Regions from separate parts of the Mus musculus genome. Here region 1 is linked to region 2. A link is a contact called in public promoter capture Hi-C data. All regions are on one chromosome and are shown on one strand. Each heading gives the region's core, a stretch centred on a gene start, on an enhancer-like site or on the middle of the called end of the contact. The rest is flanking DNA. Distances are from core to core; before and after follow the strand shown. Region 1 holds the start of Cd69 (CD69 antigen). Region 2 holds the start of Clec2d (C-type lectin domain family 2, member d).

The links. Promoter capture Hi-C pulls out the DNA fragments that hold promoters and counts their contacts.
Region 1: a promoter capture Hi-C map of neutrophils shows a contact between it and region 2, with 2.4 times the contacts expected there. The contact joins the promoter of Cd69 here to the promoter of Clec2d in region 2. A contact is called at or near these places in 16 of 39 promoter capture datasets (the C10 cell line, the HPC-7 cell line, cranial neural crest and 11 more), 1 of 15 datasets of contacts at CTCF or cohesin (CD8 T cells), 2 of 484 Hi-C or Micro-C datasets (CD8 T cells and nephron progenitors), 4 of 115 datasets of contacts at active chromatin or transcription factors (CD8 T cells, regulatory T cell precursor and thymic regulatory T cells) and 3 of 9 other capture datasets (adipose tissue, liver and pancreatic islet).

The regions. Positions count from the first base shown.
Region 1 is chr6:129,272,082-129,279,482 of GRCm38.p6, forward strand. It overlaps Cd69 (CD69 antigen), which reads right to left and starts at 3,288. Exons shown (of 5, transcript NM_001033122.4): 1 at 3,141-3,288. The coding sequence starts at 3,204.
Region 2 is chr6:129,177,437-129,185,046 of GRCm38.p6, forward strand. It overlaps Clec2d (C-type lectin domain family 2, member d), which reads left to right and starts at 3,179. Exons shown (of 5, transcript NM_053109.3): 1 at 3,179-3,311; 2 at 5,656-5,781; 3 at 6,699-6,877; 4 at 7,342-7,448. The coding sequence starts at 3,245.

The sequences.
Region 1 (7,401 bases), core at 2,038-4,537, 95 kb after region 2:
ACACAGGGGCTGAAGAGATGCCTCAGTGTTAGAGAGCATGTACTGTTTTTGTAGAGGACCAGTGTTTGGTTCCCAGAACCCACATCAGGTGGCTCACAACCATCTGTCACTATAGCTCTGAAGGTTCCAGTACCCTCTTCTGGCTTTTGAAGACACCTGTACACACATGACCTACACTTCCACAGACATAAATAAAAAACATTGTTATACATATACTACTGTAAGATCCAGACAGTCCTACACACACATACCACCACCACCACCACCTCTAAAAAAACCCCATGTTTTTAAAATGCCTTGCACAACAATATTCATAGAATTATCATCACTAAGACCAAGTCCTGAAAATAATCCAAATACCTGTCAGCATGAGAATGAATAAACACTTTTTAGTATTTCCACACAAAAAAATGATTCTAGCAATTAAAATAAAGCCCTGATGCATACCATATGATAAATCTTAAAAAATAATGTTAAATGAAAACAGTATATTCATTAAAGATTACATATTATGTATTTCTATGTAACTGGCACTTTAGACAAAAATAAGGTGTGGTGTCAAATGTAAGAAAAGTGTTTGCATTTATGCTTGTGACAATGGCACCTACAGAGTGCCCTAGAGTCACGGGAATATTCAAATATTGATGGGAATTGTGGCTATACATTTGTTGAGTCCTTACACCGCACTCCTATGGTGTGTTCATTAATTGCATATAAATTATAGCACAGTTAAAGTGATAATGTAAGAATGAACAGTGAAACATTACATTTTCTAAGATGGATTAAAATAATAAGTGAAAAGTAACAATGCTATAAAACATATTGAACAGACCCCCCCCCAATTTAACTTACTGTATAAAGGTTGAACAAAGTCACAGTTACCTTTAACTAATAAATGTTTCTGTATCAGGATTTGGATAGATAGAAATATGCCTGTACTAGCATGTAAATAGGTGACTGCAGAGGGAAAGTCAATTTTTGGCTTTAGATTTTGGATTTTGTTTTTTACAGGGTGAACCCTCATGATTCAAAACAGTATGCCCCCACTAGAATGCCCTTGTATGTTCCCAAATTCTTCAGTGTGAATTTTTTAATGCTCATGGAAGCTTTAATACAAAATGGCTCCTTGAATAAGATTATAATTAACAGTGAAAATCACTCTCCACAGTTGTAATCCCAACACTTAGGAGTCTAGTGTCAAAGGAGTGTGAGCTTGAAGCCTATGGCTACAAGGTGAAAAGTTATGTCAAATCTTTTCTCATTATAAAAACACTTAACTTTCCATTGTAGATGACTTTTTATAGTTACAAGATTATTTCTGTAGATTTTATCTTGGAATTTGTGGATTTTTTTTTCTTAAAACATTTTGTTCCAGATAAGCTTGGTGAGGAGACATCACATGGCTAGTATCACCAACTTGTACATTTTGTAGGATTTTCTTTTTCTTGGTGAAAATCTGATTTCAAGTTTTCTAAGAGAAGCCTTTATCAATCCTGCCTAGGTCTGTTTTCCCCTGCCTTCCTTTTCACACACATACACAATTATCTTCAGAGGCAGTCTTTGTAGCTTGAGTAATAGGTTCAGAGACTGGTCTAGTTTCGTTTCTCAACATATGATAGTCACATTGCTTGGACTCAATTTATCAATATCTCTGACTGCACAGCAAACATACCCACATCCAAAGCAACCCTAGACCTCAACTAGTTCATTCAGCCCATTGACCCACCTGGTGGGTAGACTATGTAGACCAACTCCCACGTGACAGTTTATTTCCATCTCCAAGGGTCATGGCTAACCACAGTTCAACTTGTCACCTAGGCAACAAAACATCCCCCCCTAACAGCACACTCCTGAGGCCTGTGCATTAATGGAGAGCATGAAAACAGATCCACCTATTTACCAACTTTCAGTCACCCAAGGAGGAGCCTGTTGATTCCACTGCTGCTGTGTTGCTAAGGTCATGGCCGTGAGAACATAAGTTAAATATACAAAGGTAGATGGAGCTGACCCCAGGCCAGGTCAGGAATTTCTGCATTTGGTCTTTCCTTCATTCCACTATTTATTATAGTTTCATTATTATCTGCTTTTTAAAAAAAATTTAAGTGAGACATATAGGTATGGGTTGCTTAGGTATCTAAAAATGAATATTGTAGACTTTATATCTATGTTTTTGACTTCATGCTCTCAAAGAAGGGATGAGATTTTAAAGGTAACTGAGACTTTTAAAAAATTTTTTATTTTTAATTTTTTTACACAACAAGACAACTTGACAGAGAAACTCAGAAAATAATTCGTTCCTCACCAACTATCTTGGCGGTGTTGGTCATAGCAAATCCCTTTATTAACTGGATCGCTCGTGCTTTCAAATAACTCTCATTCCCAAGTGCTAAGTGCTGGAGGGCTCCTTACAACTCAGATAGAAACAGACAGAAGAGACAGAAATGTGAAGGGTGATCATGCTTTTGTAAAAAGGAAGAAAAATATATAGTCATAGAATTTGAAGTGATTCATTGGAGGAGAGAGACAGAACAAAATGTAAGGAGGAGATTCCATAGGTCTCTGCAGAAGATGACATTTTAATGACAGGGTTACATTCTAATGCATCACCATATGACACTGCACATGTTCAGGTGTGTGTAATGCTGTTTTCTCTGAGCCTGGAGACCCGAATGCTGCTAACCACTGGAGGATTCATGAGGAGAACACTAATGAGGGAATACACACAGAAAGCAGGCAAATGGATAAGGAAAGAGCAAGAACGTAACTCTTTGTGTGAAAAACAGAGTTCTTCATAAAGAAAAGGATAAAACTTACTGATGATGGTGGTTATGGGAAAACTATAGAGAATAACTAGGTCAAGCCAGGCAATTTATCATTTATCATTTAAATCCACGAGTTGAGATGTTACAAATCTATTCAAAGGAAAAGTCCTTTCAAGATCATCTGAAAGTCATATAGCTCTCTCTCATACAAGTATCTTGTCTTCTCATAGCTAGAGAGGTATTTACCTATGCCCAGTTTCTCTTTTACTGATTGAAACAGAACATAACCAAGTCCTCTGATAATCTCTCCATTCTCCGCTCTATTCCACACATCAAATGTAGAGATCATTCCAGAATGTAAGAAATCACATGACTTACCCTTCTGCCCTCTCTCCAGATGTGAAGAGCTATTTTCCGTTATAGAACAGTTTTCAGAATCCATCCTTTTTAATTTTTTTCCCCTCAAGGTCCCTGGCGACTCTCAAGTGGTCCACGGAGAGATGTAGCTGGAGCTGTCTTGTTCAGTGTCTTGATCTCGGAGGATTTCAGCCTTTATACTCGATTAGGCTCCACCCCTTCCTCCTACCCTGTACTCACTCAACTCAGCCAGTTCTCTTTAATTTATGCTCCAGCGGCCTAGACACTTCACCGTGTGTTGTTGTGGTGAGCTGCGGGTTTTCCCTGCTGTCTGAAATGTGCTTTCTCACAACTGTAGCTTCAAGAGGAAGAGATAAATGGGATTTTCCCAGAATCGAAGACATCCTTCCACAAACTTTTAAAAACACAAATAACTTAGGAAATGGTATAATCTAAACAAGGAGCTAAAAGTTTGAGATTGCTGTATTTGACATGGAAAAGCACTGGAAGAGAGAGTAAAACTTTTTCATGCAATCCTTTGCATTGGTTTCTTTGTATATGTAGGCAGGTACAGGCATTTATTGAATACCCATTATGTACCAGGTGCTGTTGGTGGCCAGAAGATGTACTGTTGAGTAGGGATTTTAAAATCTCTATCTTTGTGGCTCTCTCTCTCCCTCTCTCTCAATTGGACAAGTTTTATTTAGTTAATTATGGATTTAAAACGTGTGGCATTCACTTCTTTTTTCCCCAGAGACTAGTTCTTTCAAGTGTCAGGAGTTGCTTTAGTGCAGGAAACAGAAAGCTTGTGGTCTGAAACTTCCTCGGTGTGATCTAAAACTGTTTCTCTTCAGTTATCTATTTCATCATCCCTTGCTCATTTTCTTGTCATCCTCCACTGTCAAACTTACTTTGTCTCACTGCAGAATATCTCCTTCTATTTCCCCATGTCCTTTTCAGGTGTCTGTGGCCTCGGATATTTGGAAGATGATCCCTATACACATATCTTCCCATGATATCCATCTCATTCAGATAAGTTATTGAGCACCACATAAATGCAGAAAATGTCTGTTTTGGTAAGTCAAGTGTGAGGATCTTAAAAAATTACAAGCATGATTTCTTACATTCTGGAATGATCTCTACATTTGACATATGGAATAGAGCAGAGAATGGAGAGATTGTCAAAGGACCTGGAGTAAAGTTGTCTGGTTTGCCTTTGTGAAGATATAATGCTTAGGTTGCTTGGAAGGTACCGGCACAGACAACTGAGGTGAGCCAGCAGGTGGATTTGTCTGCTTGAGACACAGACAGGTACATGCTGGTCCTAATGTGCCTTTTTGTTCTCAGTATCTTTCCTGCACAGCAGCTGGGATGAGATTAAGTATGTCATATCATCTTGTTGAGAACATTCAGCTCACCAAAGGCTTCCTAATAAAGGTTCCTTAAAATCCAAAGACCTTACAGCCAAGAAGAACCTCTACATTGGCCTCTGGGCACTTCCTCTATTACTTTCCCTCTACAACAGAGAGCTTCTTCTTATTCCATAGGAGTGCCCAGGAGCCTGCCACTGCAGGGCCTTTAGGTCTTTCGGTTGTGTCTTAGCGGTTCTTTTTCCATATGCCTATGTGCCAGGTTTTCCCATAATAAATAAGGTAATTAATTCAGTATCAAGTGAAAAGCAGGAAGGTCCAGATACTCATGAATACCAAGAAGTGCTCTTCTGACTCATGCCTGTTGGATGGGATGAGGTTTTCATAGAGTTCAGAACTGACAAAAAATAGGCAGGGAGAGTCATCATAGCCAGCCTCTGCTATAAGTTGGCTCCTAACTAAGCTCTTTAAAGGAAAAGGGCAGCTCAAGTGAGTATTTTTTAATTTATTTACCTTTATTAAACTTAATTTTTAAAAATTGTATTATATTTATGTGTGTGTGAGTCATGTATGTGTGTGCTGGTTCCCACAGAGGACAGAAGAAGGCTCCATGGAGTTAGAGTCACAAGCAATGTGAGTTTCCTTAAGCTGGGAACTGAACTCTGATCCTCTGAAAGAACAATAAGAACTCTGTACTACTGAGTCATCACCTCTCAAGCCCCATATTTATTTATTTACGTTCATCTATCTATCTATCTATCTATCTATCTATCTATCTATCTATCTATCCATCTATCTATCTATCTATCTACCCATCCATCAATCATCCATCCATCCGGCTGTCAGTTCGTCTGTCCATCCGTCCGTCTGTCTGTCTGTACTACTGAGTCATCACCTCTCAAGCCCCATATTTACTTATTTACTTTCATCTGTCTGTCTGTCTGTCTGTCTGTCTGTCTGTCTGTCTGTCTACCCATCCACCAATCCATCAGTCTTAGTCAGGGTTTCTATTCCTGCACAAACATCATGACCAAGAAGCAAGTTAGGGAGGAAAGGGTTTATTCGACTTACACTTCCATGCTGCTGTTCATCACCAAAGGAAGTCAGGACTGGAACTCAAGCAGGTCAGGGAGCAGGAGCTGATGCAGAGGTCATGGAGGGATGTTCTTTACTGGCTTACCTCACCTGGATTTCTCAGCCTGCTCTCTTATAGAACCCAAGACTACCAGCCCAGAGATGGTCCCACCCACAAGGGGCCTTTCCCCTTGATCACTAATTGAGAAAATGCCTTACAGTTGGATCTCATGGAGGCATTTCCTCAACTGAAGCTCCTTTCTCTGTGATAACTCCAGCTGTGTCAAGTTGACACAAAACTAGCCAGTACACCATATATCATATCATATCATATCATATCATATCATATCATATCATATCATATCTATCTATCTATCTATCTATCTATCTATCTATCTGTCTATGGTGTGTGTGTGTATCATAGTGCATTTGTAGAAGTTAAACAACAACTTGTAGGACTCACACTAGTTCTTTCCTAACTAACCACAGAACTTCTGGGAATTATAATAAGCTGATTAAACTTAACAGCAATTACCTTTACCTCCTGAATTATTTCAACAGACCTTCTCCCCATTCGAGTTTTGTTGCAGAAACCAACTGCAGTTATGCTATGTATGTATGTATGTAGCTGCATTGACACAACAGGCACACAATGTCTTTAAGTGATAAGCAGGAGGCATGTCTCTAAGTATTGATGCTCAGTGATAAGCATGATGCAAGTTTCACTTTTTCACTTTTTTTTTGTGTTGCTGTGATGTACTTATTTTTAGTTTTTATTAAACATATTTTTGGATGTATTGACTTATTGGGGTAGGAGTTGGACATATGCCATGATGTGTGTCTTGAAATCAGAGGACAATTTGTGAGGATATGGTTCTCTTTTTCTACCTCATGTGAGCCCCAAGAATAGAATTTGAGTCTTTACATTTGGCAAAACTCTCCTTGACCTGACAAGCCACCTGGCTAGTTCGTGTTATTGGAATTTTATATGATCAATTCATGATTTAAAAATCTCTAGATTTTCAATTCTCCAAACTGTCTGAAGACACAGTGTGTCCCAGACTTAAGACTTCTGTTTCTCCCTGCTTTCTTTCTTAAGTATTTACATGGTCTAGAAGGAGACGTTTAAAGCTGTGGGCTCCTCCTCAGAATACTCTGATGGTGCCAGGTCTCCAAATTGAGGGAAGAAAAACTAAGCAGACAACAAGGCTTTTCTGGGGAGTTTCATGAACAATTACAGATGGACAATAAAAAATGTGGCCATTTCTTGATTTAAAATGTTTGTAGTCTCAGTTATAAGTGGTAGCTAATGTCTGTAATTCTTGCACTTAGGAGACAGAGGGAGGAAGATTGCCACAAGTTCTAGGCCAGCCTAGATCGTATAGTAAATTCTGGATAGGATGGGGAAAAGAGTGATGAATAACCCCCCCCCCCCCACACACACACACAGTAAAAGTCTGTTTGGAGTACAGTACCTGGCATCCTATCAATGCATTCCTATAGCTGACCTAAAAGATGTCTGGACGGGATTTGCTATTTGTTTATTGATCAGGGATAAACTTGCAGAGCTGATTCATCCTGGATTGTCGCACATTCATTTCCTCAGGATTGAAACATGTACTTCAGAGATGCTAGAAACTTACAGAACCCATCAGGCTAGGAAAGCTGCATAGTTCATAAGAACCAACCCTCCCCTACCTCAACCTCCACCCTTCCTGGGGCTGAATAAGTAGTAAAGAGTTGCTGGAGAGAAGGAGTCTTTCCTTGGAGTTGCTTGAAACTTGGGCACAAAGCTATAGGGTTGTAGCTTTTATGAAGTATCACCCATGTTAGGGTGG
Region 2 (7,610 bases), core at 1,929-4,428:
CATTTGTAAAGTACAGGTGACATCTCCCGCCTCTACCTCCTCAGTGCCTGGATTGTAGGTGTTGTGCCTCCATGTCCTTCCAAGTTTTTATTCTTTAACCAGCCCGATTACCATAATCCTAGCACTTCACATAAGATGTCACTTTTCACACAAATTTTAGATCCATTCACTATGTTGGCAAGCAAGAATGGAGACTGGGGCCAGTTCATGAAATAGGTCCTAACAGCTTTTGCACACAACTATTTCTCTCAAAAGGCAAAGATCATATTCCATATATTTTTCTTAAGGATCATCTTCAGAGCCTGGGAAGATGGCTCAGTCAGAAAAGTGCTTGCCACATAAGTGTGAGAATATGAATTCTGTCCCTCTTTACCTACATAAGAAAGCTGGGCCTGGTAACATGAGCTGTAAACTCAGTTTCAGATAGGTAGAGACTAGTGGGTCCTTGGAGTTTGCTGGTTAGTTAGCCTAACTTAATCTGTGAGCTCCGGATTCAGTGAGAATCTGTCTTTAAAACTACAGAGAACAATATCTTTCTTCTGAGGACAAGATATTGAACATGCTTCCAAGATGAATTAACTTATGCCAGGTATTCTCTTTCTCTCTTCCCCTTCCACTTTTTCCTCTTTCTCCCTCCCTCCCTCCTTTTCTTTCTCTCTCTCTCCTCCCCTCTCCTCTCCTCCCCTCCCCTCCCCTTCCTTCCCTCCCTTCCTTACTCCTTCCCTCTCTTCTTTCTTTCTTTCTTTCTTTCTTTCTTTTCTTTCTTTCTTTCTTTCTTTCTTTCTTTCTTCCTTCCTTCCTTCCTTCCTTCCTTCCTTCCTTCCTTTCTTTCTTCTTTCTTTCTTTCTTTCAGATTTATGTGTATGTGGGTGCCTTCAGACAGCAGAGGCAACACGTCCTCTGCAGCTGGAGTTATAGGCAGTTATGAGCTACACAGTGTGGTTCCCAGGAACAGAACCCAGGGGAATTCTAATTGCTGATCTAGGAAGTCCTAGTTTTGAAAAAGTAGTTTCTACTCAGAAGTTGAAAAAGTGCTAATATTTTATAAAGAAATACTCCTATATTTGCATACGTTAAAGAGTTGACAGCAGCTGGTGAGGTAACACAATCACAAAAGAACTCAAATGATATGTACTCACTGATAAGTGGATATTAGCCCAGAAACTTAGGATACCCAAGATATAAGATACAATTTGCAAAACACATGAAACTGAAGAAGAACGAAGACCAAAGTGTGGACACTTTGCCCCTTCTTAGAATTGGAAACAATCATCAATGGAAGGATTACAGAGACAAAGTTTGGAGCTGAGAGAAAAGGATGGACCATCTAGAGACTGCCATATCCAGGGATCCATCCCATAATTAGCCTCCAAACAATGACAGCATTGCATACACCAGCAAGCGTTTGCTGCAAGGAACCTGATATAGCTGTCTCTTGTGAGACTAGGCCGGGGCCTAGCAAACACATAAGTGGATGCTCTCAGTCAGCTATTGGATGGATCACAGGGCCCCCAATGGAGGAGCTAGAGAAAGTATCCAAGGAGCTAAAGAGATCTGCAACCCTGTAGGTGCAACATTATGAACTAACCAGTACCCCGGAGCTCTTGACTCTAGCTGCATATGTATCAAAAGATGGCCTGGTCGGCCATCACTGGAAAGAGAGGCCCATTGGACACGCAAACTTTATATGCCCCAGTACAGGGGAATGCCAGGGCCAAAAAAATGGGAATGGGTGGGTAGGAAAGTGGGGGGCAGGGTGTGGGGGACTTTTGGGCTAGCATTGGAAATATAATTGAGGAAAATATGTAATAAAAAAAAGAGTTGACAGCTTTCTTTCAAAACTTTAACCAAGACAAATTAATAAGTAAGTTACAGTTGTATTTTTTCAAAGGAGATGGACTCAGGGCTTAAAAGCTCTTGCCACATAATCCTGACCATCTGGCCTGGATCACAGGAGAACAGGGCAGCAGGAGAGGACAGACTCCTACACATATGCTGTGGCATAGATATGCCCCGCTCAAGAAATAAAGTAGTTTTTTAATGGGCCAAATGGGTAACTCTCCAGTGTTTCAAATAGTTGAATGTGACTATTGGATATAAATATTTATTACGCAGTAAAATCTGTTTGGTTTTTTTGATCTCCCCAGGGTTCTCTGTTTCCCAGAACTGTTGCAGGCCTGTGATAAGAAAGGGTAAGAGGTTCAAAGCTGTTAAAAACAATGAATTCATGAAATTCTTAGACAAATGGATGGATCTGGAGGATATCATCTTGAGTAAGGTAACCCAATCAGGAAAGAACACACATGATATGCACTCACTGGTAAGTGGACATTAGCCCAGAAGCTCAGAATCCTTTTTAGAAGGGGGAACAAAATACCCATGGAAGGAGTTACAGAGACAAAGTTTGGAGCAGAGCCTGAAGGAAGAGACTGCCAGAGACTGCCCCACTTGGGGATCCATTCCATAAACAACCACCAAACCCAGACACTAGGCAGATGCCAACAAGAGCCTGCTATAGCTGTCTCCTGAGGGCCTTTGTCAGTGCCTGGCAGATACAGAAGTAGATGCTCACAGTCATTCATTGGACAGAGCACAAAGTCCCCAATGAAGGAGCTAGAGAAAGTACCCAGGGAGCTAAAGGGATCTGCAACCCTATAGGTGGAACATCATTATGAACTAACCAGTACCCCAGAGCTCTTGACTCTAGCTGCATATGTATCAAAAGATGGCCTAGTCGGCCATCACTGTAAAGAGAGGCCCATTGGACTTGCAAACTTTATATGCCCCAGTACAGGAGAACGCCAGGGCCAAAAGTGGGAATGGGTGGGCAGGGGAGTGGGGGGGGGAGGGTATGGGGGACTTTTGGAATAGCATTGGAAATGTAAATGAGGAAAATACCTAATAAAAAATATTAAAAAAAAAAAAAAAAGAAAATCCCTGTGACCTCAGTAAGGTCAGCTTGAATTATGTTTCTAAATCAGAGTGTGCTGAAAGAGAAACGAAACACAAAGTAAACCAGAAGCAAACAGGAAAGTCAGTCTCCAGATGGCGCCAGTGTGGCTCCTGACCTTGAAATGCGTTTCCCAATGAGATTTTGTTAGGCCCTGAGCCAACCAAGCGTGTGTGTATGTACAGAAAGGAGGAGCTACAGGATTAGCTAAATACTGAAACCTCCCCACGTATTTGTGCCTCTCAGCTTTCAAGTTTCAATCCTGTAGTGGAAACTCAGCTCCTCAGCTCTGAGATGTGTGTCACAAAGGCTTCCCTACCTATGCTTAGTCCCACAGGCAGCCCGCAGGAGGTAGAAGTGGGTAAGTATTCAATAGTATTTGAACCAATGGGAGGGGCAGAGAGGAGTTTCAAACAGGGCAGGAAGGCAAAAGAGTTGAACCTTGAACAAAAGATTAAGAACAGAAGGGCGTCTGTGAGCCCGTCACTGTGGGTCTGCAGAGCAGGAGAATGCAGTCGGGATTAGCTATGAGGTTGTTACATTAGTTATTCTATCGGAGCATACAATACTCGAATAGTTCTCAGGCAAGAGAAATGAGCAGCGAGTCACCTTCTAACTGCCAGAGCTGTAGCCACAGCGTTCTCGCTTTGTACTTAGCTTGCTAGTCCACTCTTCCCAGGGATCTGGTAAGTTACAGTCTGGTGGATTACATCAAATTGCTGTAGTAAACGTTTGCTTTAAGTCCCTGAGTGAAGGAAACTCAGACAACAGCTTTGCAATGTGCATAGTGGCAGAAGTTGCCTGGGAAGCTTGGAGCTTGTGTTTTGCAGATCCATTGTAATTAAAATAGAATTGTAAGGGGGTGGCTTGGGGTGGGGTGGGGGTGGGGGGCGCTGAACCTACTCAGGACCAAATCCTTTCTGTTTTGAGCTCTTGATAAGTTACAGAAAAAGAATATAATGGGGTTTCCTACTTAATTCTTCAGAAAGGAAGCAAAATTGTGTTTCTTGTGTTTCAAACTGTCTATGCTCCATTATATTGTGTTCCTTTATTTTCCTTTTCCCCCTCATTCCTGTTTCTTCACATTAATTTTTTTTTTTTTAATTTGTGGAAAGACTACTGAATTTTGAGAAAGTAAGATTGACATCTATCAAAATACAAAATTCCCAACAAATGCTAATGTTTATCACTTAAACCAAGTATTCTGAAATAATAATAATAATAATAATAATAATAAATTATAATAAATTATTATTACTGAGGATGATGATGACTGACTGACTGATTGATTGATTGATTGATTCTTTGGCAAAGTCTCATACTTTACCCCAAGCTGGCCTGGAACTCCTGCTCCCTCTGCCTCAGCAGGGTTGACTTTTTAAAATCAAATACACAAATATTTAGCCATTGGAAACATTTCCTGAGAATGTGGAGCTTCTGTCTCAAGTGCAGCTGTTGCATAGCTAGCTGCAGGCATTTTGAAGCCTGTCTTGTGAATGTGGAGCTCCTGTCTCAAGTGCAGCTGTTGTATAACTAGCTGCAGGCATTACACAACTTCACTCCTTTGAAGCAGTAGCTTGTTTTATCATTGAAACAGTTTTTAAGTAAGCTAAAAACCAGGCCAGCAATACTTCATTTCTTTGGGTTTTTTGAGAGATCATTTCCAACATTACTTTTAAATAAAGACAGGAAAGTTATGTTCAAATTGTGCTATGGAACACATTCGAATTTAGAAGGAGATCTGTGTGTATACAGCAAAATTCCTGTTTACATATTAGAAGGAAACAGACAGTATCAGAATTATACTGGTGTAAACACAGAGGATTATCTGTAAATCTTACTCTTAATATCATATAAGAAATGCTGGTGTAGAACTCTAAATAAATAAAATTACCATTCTGAGTTTTTGAAATGCCCAATAACCATAAATGTGTTCCTTTAATTCCTAACTTGTTAAGAGTTCTTGTTATTTTAGACTAATATTATTTTTTTCACATGATTTTGGTAAGCTTGTTAAAATGCTCCCATATTTTTATCCATTAGTTATGTCAGTGTGTTCTATTACATTTATGTGCCTTTATTAATTTATTTACTGACTAGGTTCTCTGAGACTGATCCTTACATAGTCCAGGTTGAGTTCAAACTTCTAATGTAGCCAAGGCTAGTCTTGTACTCCTGACTCCAGCTTCTGCCTCCCTAGCACTGGAAATATAAAAGTGTACCAACCTGTTTGTCTCGTTGACTGGAGCAGGAGTTACACAGGTGGTTATGAGGTGCCCCTTTAGGAGCTGAGATTTAGGAGCTAACTCCTGTCCTCTAGAAGAGCAACAATTGATCTTAACTCCTCAGCCATCTCTGCAGCCTCCTGCTGATCCCAGTCTGTCCCCATCCTTGGCACTCAGTGTTATTCTCAGTCCTAGCCAGTCTATTCTTAGGGAGCAAAATCTATGAATAGCTTGGATGTTGTTTGCTTTCAGCCTGATCTTCACTCTTTCTGTTTCTTGTTTCTTCATTGGCCCTTTGTTCAATGACTGGAAGACTCCATGTTTCCCTTTCATCTAGTCTTCTGTGAGCATTAGACATCATTTATAAACCAGGACCTTCTGTGAAGGGGTTTGCAATGGGTGAATACAAGCCAAATCTACAGATAATTCTTTTTCTTTAAATGTTTTTTGAGATTGGTGTTCTCATATTTATATTTTCAGGTAAAATTCTCCAAGGAAAAAGGCACGGAACCATCTCCCCTGAGTCTTGTGCTAAGCTTTACTGCTACTATGGAGTGATCATGGTCCTCACTGTAGCTGTAATTGCTCTTTCTGTTGCTTTGTCAGGTAAGTGACTTATTCTCCAAATTATGTGACACTTTGTCCACATTCACAAGGTCAGTTATACTTACTGACCACTGTGACCCAGGCATTGTGGGAAGGGCTCTGGAGAAATCACACTGGAAATTCCTGTTCTCTGGGAACTTAGGTTCTAGCTGGAAGGTGCAGTGAAGGAACACACAGTCTGTGGTGTACACAGGAGTCTTGGCTTGGCATCTGTGAGAAGATGACATTCAATAAGCTCTCAACTGAGATGTCAGGGACATAAATCTCCTTGGGGAACTGTTCAAGGCAGAGAATAAAGAGAGGAAATTTCAAAGTAGGAACCTCAAAGGTGAGGACAGGGAAGAGTAATATGGCCAGGAAGATACAGTGCCTCCCACCATGACCTAGTTTAGTTACCAGGCTAAACTGAATTTTCAAAGTATTAAATGGAAAGTTTCTGAAGTAAGAAATTTATAGGATTTTAGTACCACAATATCAGAATAGTGCAATACAATCTTGCACTGTCCTCTTAAGTATTTGAAGTCATCCTTTAGTGCAATGTGTCTGCACCGTATATACTACCTACACAAAAGTTCTCACAGCAATCTCAATTATCAGGCTGGGTGTCAGTAGGTGTCCCTACAGAGTGCTTGCTGCTGTAGCAATCCCTACTGTAGTCAATGGTCATCCAAAAGCTCAGAAAGTGATATAGAAGTGATATAGTGTTATAGAAGTGCACTTCCTGGGAGCCCTACTGACAGTGAGCACCTGAGAGAGAATGGGACACAGGCCCACGGTGGGAGGCCTTTAGTTAAAGGCCCATCAGATCAGTTAGGAAAGCTATCATCAGATTCACACCTCACAGCTGAGCTCAGGAGGGTGTGCCAAAACGAGAGAAGACCTGCTTGCCATGATCCATTGTATTCTCTACATTTTAGCAACAAAGACAGAACAGATCCCAGTCAACAAGACCTATGCTGCTTGCCCGCAAAACTGGATTGGAGTTGAAAATAAATGTTTTTATTTTTCTGAATACCCAAGTAACTGGACATTCGCCCAGGCCTTCTGCATGGCACAAGAGGCCCAACTAGCTCGGTTTGACAACCAGGATGAGCTGGTAAGCAATGGGCAGGGATTGGTTTGTCTGTCTGTTCTGTTGAATATTATATTGCCTTGAGATAGAGAGTTACAGATGAGGCCTGAGGAAGGATCCCATCCCAAGCACATGGAGACATAGGGAATGTGAGTGTGTGCCATTTGCTGATGCTTGACTTCTGACTGGAGCCCTGAGACAGTCAAGAAACTTTCTCTCATGAAGTGTTCATAGTCAGTTGGAAGGTCAGATATGCCATTTTACTGGATACCTGGTGGTCATCAGTGTTTTCCCATATGCTGGCACTTGTTGTGTACAGAAGGAAGCAACTGTTAATAACTGCAATGGGAGGTTAACCCAGAACTGAGTAATGTGACCCTCAGTTACACCCTCCTGTTATCTCTAGAGGAATCTGTGGAGTGGAGAGATTCCAGGATCATCTGAAACAAAGAGACACATGTATTCTTGGTTTTTGTGTTTTATGACAGAATTTCCTAATGAGATACAAGGCGAATTTTGATTCCTGGATTGGCCTGCACAGAGAGTCGTCAGAGCACCCTTGGAAGTGGACAGACAACACTGAGTATAACAACACGTATGTTTTCACAAAGTTTTTCCTTCTATTATGTTCATGTGTTGTGATATGTGTGAGTTGTGGCTATGGGAGATGAAAGGCAGTGTCATGTGAAGCCAATTGTACTGGGAAGGAAGAAAAAAGAAAATGAACCCTTGCATGGAGGTGTGGCTCAGAGGTAGA